Regions from separate parts of the Capsicum annuum genome. Here region 2 is linked to region 1. A link is a contact called in public Hi-C data. All regions are on one chromosome and are shown on one strand. Each heading gives the region's core, a stretch centred on a gene start, on an enhancer-like site or on the middle of the called end of the contact. The rest is flanking DNA. Distances are from core to core; before and after follow the strand shown. Region 1 holds the start of LOC107843197 (enolase). Region 2 holds the start of LOC107843189 (AT-hook motif nuclear-localized protein 1).

Region 1 (3,576 bases), core at 729-3,228:
ATGAACACCCTTGAATACTGATTAAGAGTAATTAATCAAACACTGATCAGAATAATCGTCAACTAAAGCTTGGCAGAAAAATGCCAACCTTTGAAACACCCTTTCCAAGGTAGTCGGATCCTCCATCCCTCAATTCAAGGGCTTCATAGATTCCTATTATCAAACAAGTTAAGAGGATGAATAATATCTTTCAATTTAAGGGTAATTAAAAAAAGAAGAAATAGCTGCCCAGAATGCTAGGCAAGATTCACATTTATACCCAAATATATACATACAAAGCTTCTACAACAAGAAAGAGTAGTTTCCACTCTCCAGAAGTCCCACCGAAAGTTCTGACACTAAAAGTTTCTTTTTTTTTAGAATGGTAACATGCTGATACTAAACAGTTACATTTTTCACCAATTACACCGAGTAGCATGATGAACCGGCTACGATACGTATTTTCAACACACTCTCATCAATCTATGTTTAAAAGTCACTATCTACAAGAAAACAAGTCCGGTAGATCTTTACCGGTGGATGCACCACTAGGGACAGCAGCTCTGGCAAATACACCATTTGAGACATGTACATCAACCTGCACATATAAACAACAACCAGGTTAGTACATCTAAAAGACAACCATATCTACTCTACAAACAGAGAGTAGCACCAGTCTGCATCAACAACCAATCCAGCATAACCAGATGCTCTTAAAAAGAACCTCCTTTCAACAATCCAATCATTACCCACAAAAACTACAGCAGTAACAAACAGATGTAACATCAACAGGCAATTCAACATAGCCATTCATCCTAAAATACAACATCCTTTCAAAAAGTAAAATAAAACCGACAAAAACTAAAGTAGCAGCTAACAATGTAGCACCACTTGGTCTGCATCAACTCAAAAATCTACATAGCAGCAACAAACAGATACAACCACACTAGTCTACATAAAAAAACAATCCAACATAACCAGTCAATTCTTAAGAACAACCTCCATTCAAATATCCAAGCTAAACCCACGAAAACAAATATACTAACATATAATTTAATCAATATCAGCACATGGGTAAAAATATATCTCAAGAAAGCACAAATCTTGTAACGATATGACACAACTTATCTGCATCAACAACCAATCTAACATAACCAATCTTAAAACAACCTTCGTTCAAAATTCCAAACAAAACCCACAAAAACCCAAAATACTAACATACAATTTAAGCAATACCACCACATACGTAAACATAAAAAATCTCAAAAAGCATGAATCCTGAAACAGATATAACATAGCTCATCAGCATCAACAACCAACCCAACATAACCAAACAATCCTAAAGCAACCTCCATTCAAAAATCTAAACAAGACCCATAGTAGCAACAAACAATTTAAGCAAAATCAGCTCAAAAAGCATGAATCATGAAACAGATATAACACACTTAACATAACCAAACAATCTTCAAATTACCTCCATTCAAAAATCCATCAATACCCATTATAGCAACAAACAATCTAAGCAAACAAAACACAAGGGTAAACACAAAAAAGGTCACAAACATAAATCTTGAAACAGATATATAATACATGAATCTTGAAACAGATACAACACAACTTAGCTGCATCAACAACCAATCTTACATAAACAAACAACCTCTATTCAAAAATCCAAACAAACCCCATAAAAACTACAGCAGTAACATAAAACTTAAGCAAAACACCACATGTATAAACACAAAAAATCTCAAAAATCACAAATCTTGAAAACAGATCCAAAAAACATGAAAAAAACATCAAGAAAATCAGAAAAAAAAACTAGAGATCTGTACAAACCTCAACAGTGGGATTACCACGACTGTCAAAGATCTGACGAGCTTTAATTGCTGTGATAGTTGCCATTTGGATCTGTTTTTTGTATGAAATAGTAGAAAAGAGTGAAGAGAAAAAGTTGGGTTTTTTTTGGTAAATGGGATGTGAAGTGGTAGCACGTATATGTAGAAAAAGTTGGGTTAATTACAACCGTTGATTTTGTGTTAATGATGTTGATTAGTGTTTTGATGAATTATTTTTTTTAAAAAAAAAAGTAAGAAAATTAAAAAAGGAATAATTGCAATTTTGATCCCCCAATTTATTGATAAAGTTTATTTTTACAATCGTCGAGTTTTTTCTAAATATAGTTTCCGGTGATTATTGCAGGCATAATACATGCACAGAGACTCAAATTTGGCTTCAAGGTCAAAATAACACGTCGACTTTAAGATTGTACATTTAGACACCTCGACTTGGTCTTCATTGACAAATAAACATTCTAACTCGTGTTCACGATGTCTTGTGGAGACCTGATGCTGAGCTAATACATAAATTTTGAAAATAGCTGGATGATTACTTTATAGGTTGAAGTTTTTAACCGATACAATGAATACAAGTTGAAATGTCTAGACGTATATATTCAGAGATGGAGTGATTACTTGTCAATTGAAGCCAAGTTTAAATATCTATGCATTATGCCTACATTATATGCTCTATAAAATCATTATTTTGTTATAACAAAAATTATAAATAATAAAATTGCATAAATAATTGATTGTATTTAACTTTTACTTAATTAAAATGTGTCTTTTGGTCCTTTCATGACTTCATGAAGGAAAATGTTAAATTCAATTAGTAGATATGAAGAATTATATAATTTTAACATAACACGTGATAATTAAGTGATGTATGGTAAAATATATGAATATTGATAAGCAAATGGACTAAAACTGTACTATACAACTAATTAAAGGTTAAATGTGTTTAATTTTGATGCATAAGTACTATAAAAATTATTAATAATTGAGGGATTAAAGCGTTATATCAACTTTTTATTTTAAATTAAGTAAACAAATTATAATTATTCCCAATCTATGTGCTTTAGAAAGTACCCCTCGAGTGTGTCGAAATGTTTACATCTAGATCTAGGGGTGGGTGGGTTCCAATGAAAATAAAGTTGTAATACTAGTAATTTTTGTCTTTTCCAAATATAGAAATAATAATAATAATTTAAACTTTAATAGTTAAATAATTTAGTAGGAGTACTTCCTTTTAATAATTAAGTAAATAACTTGTTATTTAGGAAAGACACAATAGTACAATGTTAGTATTAGTTTTGGAGAATTTGTAGTATATAATTAAAACTTGATTAACAAGCTAGATGTAATAAATACTTGTGTTATTATTTTTTGCGTAAATCTAATAATGTTATGTTGTGGGATCAAAGTTATTAAATAAGAAAATTTTATTTCTTGAGTGACAATGTATCAAAAAAGGGAATATGAAAGTTCAAAATCATGAGAATATTCCTTTAAATTGTGCTACTTGGTGAGTTACTTGCAAAAATGTAAAATGTGTGTCGAGTCAATACGAACAAAGTAAAATAAAATGAAGAAAGTATTTTTGAGTGAAGCCAATAAACATTTATAATGTTATTTAATTTGGATCAAAATTATTAGGTTTGACCAAATATAAGTTACTCTCTTCATCTATCTTTACTTATTCGGTATTTATTTAGCACACTCCTTAAAAAATAGTATTAGATAAAATTATAATTTTATCATA
Region 2 (3,576 bases), core at 652-3,151, 190 kb after region 1:
CACAAAAGAATAAACCTTTCCTGCCACATCCTACACATAAACACACCAGAGTACAATTCACACAAAACTTCCAGAACATCAAAAGTAAACAAAAACCTCAGATCTGATGAACACAAAAAAAATTACCTCTCCAGTATGAACAGTAACCACATGTGGCATAAAATCTCCTCCAGCTGTATGTGCAAACAGTTCACCTTCATAGACCAAAAAAGCAAACACTCTATGTTATAAAAAAGGTATTAGGTAAAACAAACTAAAGCAAACAAAACCAAATATTAGATCTTTTTGCCTGGTCATTTCAAGATTTACTCCCAAAAAACAAAACAAAAAAATAATAAGCAATTCTAGGGTTCTTGTCCACTTCTAATCAACTACAACAACATAATTACATCCTCCATCTCTCAAATATCAGAAAAAAAAAACACCCCAAAAGGCCAAAGTCCAAAAAAATATAATGAAGAAAAAAACATAAACACAAGAAAAGACTTTCTTTCCAAGGATTAACAAATCTTTGAGCAAAATCTCTATAAACACCCAAAAACACAAATATTTGTTTTGCCATGAAACTTAAAAATCTGATCTTTAAATATTTTTCAAGTTTTCACAAACTAGCTCAGACATGTTCTTGAGCTTTTCCGGCTTCGACACAAGTGGGGTCTAGAGAGCATAGAATGTTCACAACAACATACCCTGTCAAATCACACAAGTGGGGTCTAGAGGGCGTAGAGAGTCCACGGACCTTAACCCTACTTCCTAGAGGTAGAGAGACAATTTTCGAAAGACCCTTGACCCAAGGTGCTCAAATTCCAAAAATCACTACTAGAAAAACTTAAATTTTCAAGTTTCAAGATACCCCCTACTAAAGAGGCTGTTTCCAGAAGACCCTCAGCCCAAGTGCTAAAATTCCATAAAAACTCATATTTTCAAGTTTCAAAACTTCAAAATCTACAGCCAAACAAGAACCAAATATTTTCCAAGAATTAACAGATCTTTAAGCAAAAACACTATAAACCCACAAAAATCACTAAACATATGAATCTTGGTTTATTTTATTTTTTTCGTTGTTGTATTCAAACTTACCCAAAGAAGCAATTAACTGCAAGTTAGAACCACCAGAAGGTCTTCCACGTCCTCTTTTAGTAGAGGAAGAAGTTGAAAAACCACAAGAAGATGGTGGTGATGTTATGGTAAAACCTGTCACTGGTGACACCACCCCAGCACCACCAGGTAGTGGTGGTGTTGAAGTAACCAATCCTCCACCACCATCAACACCACCTGCTGCAGCAGCAGCTGCTATTGCAGCAGCTTTGGCAGCAGCAGCTTTGGCAGCTTTTATATACTGTGGTGTTAAATTCCCCTCAGCATCATACTTTCTTGGTCTCCCTCTCTTCTTCTTCTCCACCACCCCATTAACCCCCATCACCACCCCACCCCCACCCCCACCCTCTTGGTGGTGGGGTAGCACTACCCCACCCCCACCCCCATTTGCTGCTGCTGACACAACTTGTGGCAGAGGCTGTTGCTGCTGCAGTGGTGGTGGTGAGTCATACTCAGAGTTAACTCCCAGTGATCCTGATTCTGTACTCTCCTTGTCCTCCATTTCCATCATTTTCTTCCTTCAAAAAAACCCCAAAAAAAATTCAAGAATGAGAGTTTTATATAGTAAAGGTCAATTCGGTACACTACAGCTCTCGTTATACGCAGATTTCGACGACTTGTATAGATGTTTTGAAAGGGTTGGTAAACAAAATGGCGCCAGAACAAAAAAAATAAAACAAGGGTTTTTGAGAATACTAATGATGTTTGATTTGTGTTGAGGTTCCCTCCATTAATGGTGGCAATGAAAATAGCAAAAAAATAAAGTGAAAGATGGTAAAAATAAAAACAATATAACTACTGATATTATATCATATAAATATAAATATATTTGCTTTTTGTCTGGACTCTACTACTACTACTATATCAAAGTATTTGTTTAATGTAATTAAGTGAAATGACAAAATTGTCCCTTGTCACTAGGTTTACAATTTATGCCCCTAATATAATGAGATTGGTATATAGAAAATAGTTTTTTCTACCTCATAAGATTTTCAAACCTCACTTGTGAGATTGAAGGGAAGTCTTGGAGTAACTGGTAAAGTTGATGTCATGTGATCAGGACGTCACGGGTTCAAGTTCTAGAAACAACCTCTGATAGAAATGTAAGATAAGGCTACATACAATACCCCTTTGTGGTGGGGCCTTTCCTTGAACACCGAGCACAGCAGTAGCTTTAGTGCATCAAGATGCTTTTTTCCGATAAATGGAATAAGAGACTTGTGAGATTACATTAAATATATTGTTATCATTGTTAGTGCATCGGGCTGCTATTTTTTTTTTACTTGTGAGATTACGTTAGATATATTGTTATCATTATTATATATTACCCTGTGAGTGGAATAAGAGACTTGTGAGATTACATTAAATATATTGTTATCATTATTATATATTGCCCCGTAAACGGAATAAGAGCAAAAACTTCTTGTATTGATGTTTACATCGGAATAATTCTTATGGCGGTCAAGTAAATTAATAAAGCGAAAATATGAAATAATTCTTATGGCGGTCAAGTAAATTAATGAAGTATTTTCTTAACTTGTGAGATTATGTTAGATATATTGTTATAGTTATCGTATATTATCTGTAAACGGAATAAGAGCAAAAACTTGTTTGTATTGATGTTTACATGAAGTGAAAATATGAAATAATTTACTGCAATTGAGTGTTAAAATTTTATATGTGAATAGGTGTAATGCATTAATTTACGCTCGGTGTGAATGGGTGATTCGATTTATGTCGTCTTTTACCAACGAGTGACAGTTACAATATAATTAATCATCGCTAACTTATTCAGAATTCGAAAAAGCAACATGTTCATACACAACAACATGTTCAGTGTGAAACATGTTTAGTGTGATCCCATAAGTGTAATTCGAGAAAAAATGGGTATACGTTGACCTTTCTCTTATCCAACATAATGCCCTGAATAATTCAGTTTATGACGATTGACTGATTTATGACGATTGACTGATTTAATGAAGTGAAAATGTGAAATAGTTGACTGCAATTAAGTGTTAAAAGATCTTATATGCGAACGATTGTTAGGCATTAATTTGCGCTCGGTGTGAACAGATCTTTTATCATGACTCGCTTTATATCGTTTTTGACTAAAGAGTAATTCGAAAAAAAAAACGTGTTCATACACAATAAAATATCCAACCTCGATGTGGTCCCACAGGTGAGATTTGCAAAGAACGGATATACATTGACCTTACTCTTAACCCCAAGGTCGTAAAATTAGTAGTTAAAGCCAAACAAGGTCGTATAATTAGTAGTTAAAGTCACCCCAAGGTCGTAAAATTAGTAGTTAAAGTCAAACAAGGTCGTATAATTAGTAGTTAAAGCCAAATTTTAACATAGGGACTAGTTAAAGCCAAACAAGGTCGTATAATTAGTAGTTAAAGCCAAATTTTAACATAGGGACTTGAATATATGCACATAATAAAAATATTCTCAATAACTTCCGGTAAGTTTTTT

Evidence for each region. Hi-C and Micro-C count contacts between places; a contact is called where the count stands out from the background.
Region 2: a Hi-C map of leaf shows a contact between it and region 1, with 1.8 times the contacts expected there. The contact joins the promoter of LOC107843189 here to the promoter of LOC107843197 in region 1. A contact is called at or near these places in 3 of 5 Hi-C or Micro-C datasets (bud, leaf and placenta).

The regions. Positions count from the first base shown.
Region 1 is chr9:2,721,885-2,725,460 of UCD10Xv1.1, forward strand. It overlaps LOC107843197 (enolase), which reads right to left and starts at 1,979. Exons shown (of 17, transcript XM_016687417.2): 1 at 1,816-1,979; 2 at 514-577; 3 at 89-153. The coding sequence starts at 1,881.
Region 2 is chr9:2,915,216-2,918,791 of UCD10Xv1.1, forward strand. It overlaps LOC107843189 (AT-hook motif nuclear-localized protein 1), which reads right to left and starts at 1,902. Exons shown (of 5, transcript XM_047395986.1): 1 at 1,081-1,902; 2 at 127-194; 3 at 1-30. The coding sequence starts at 1,609.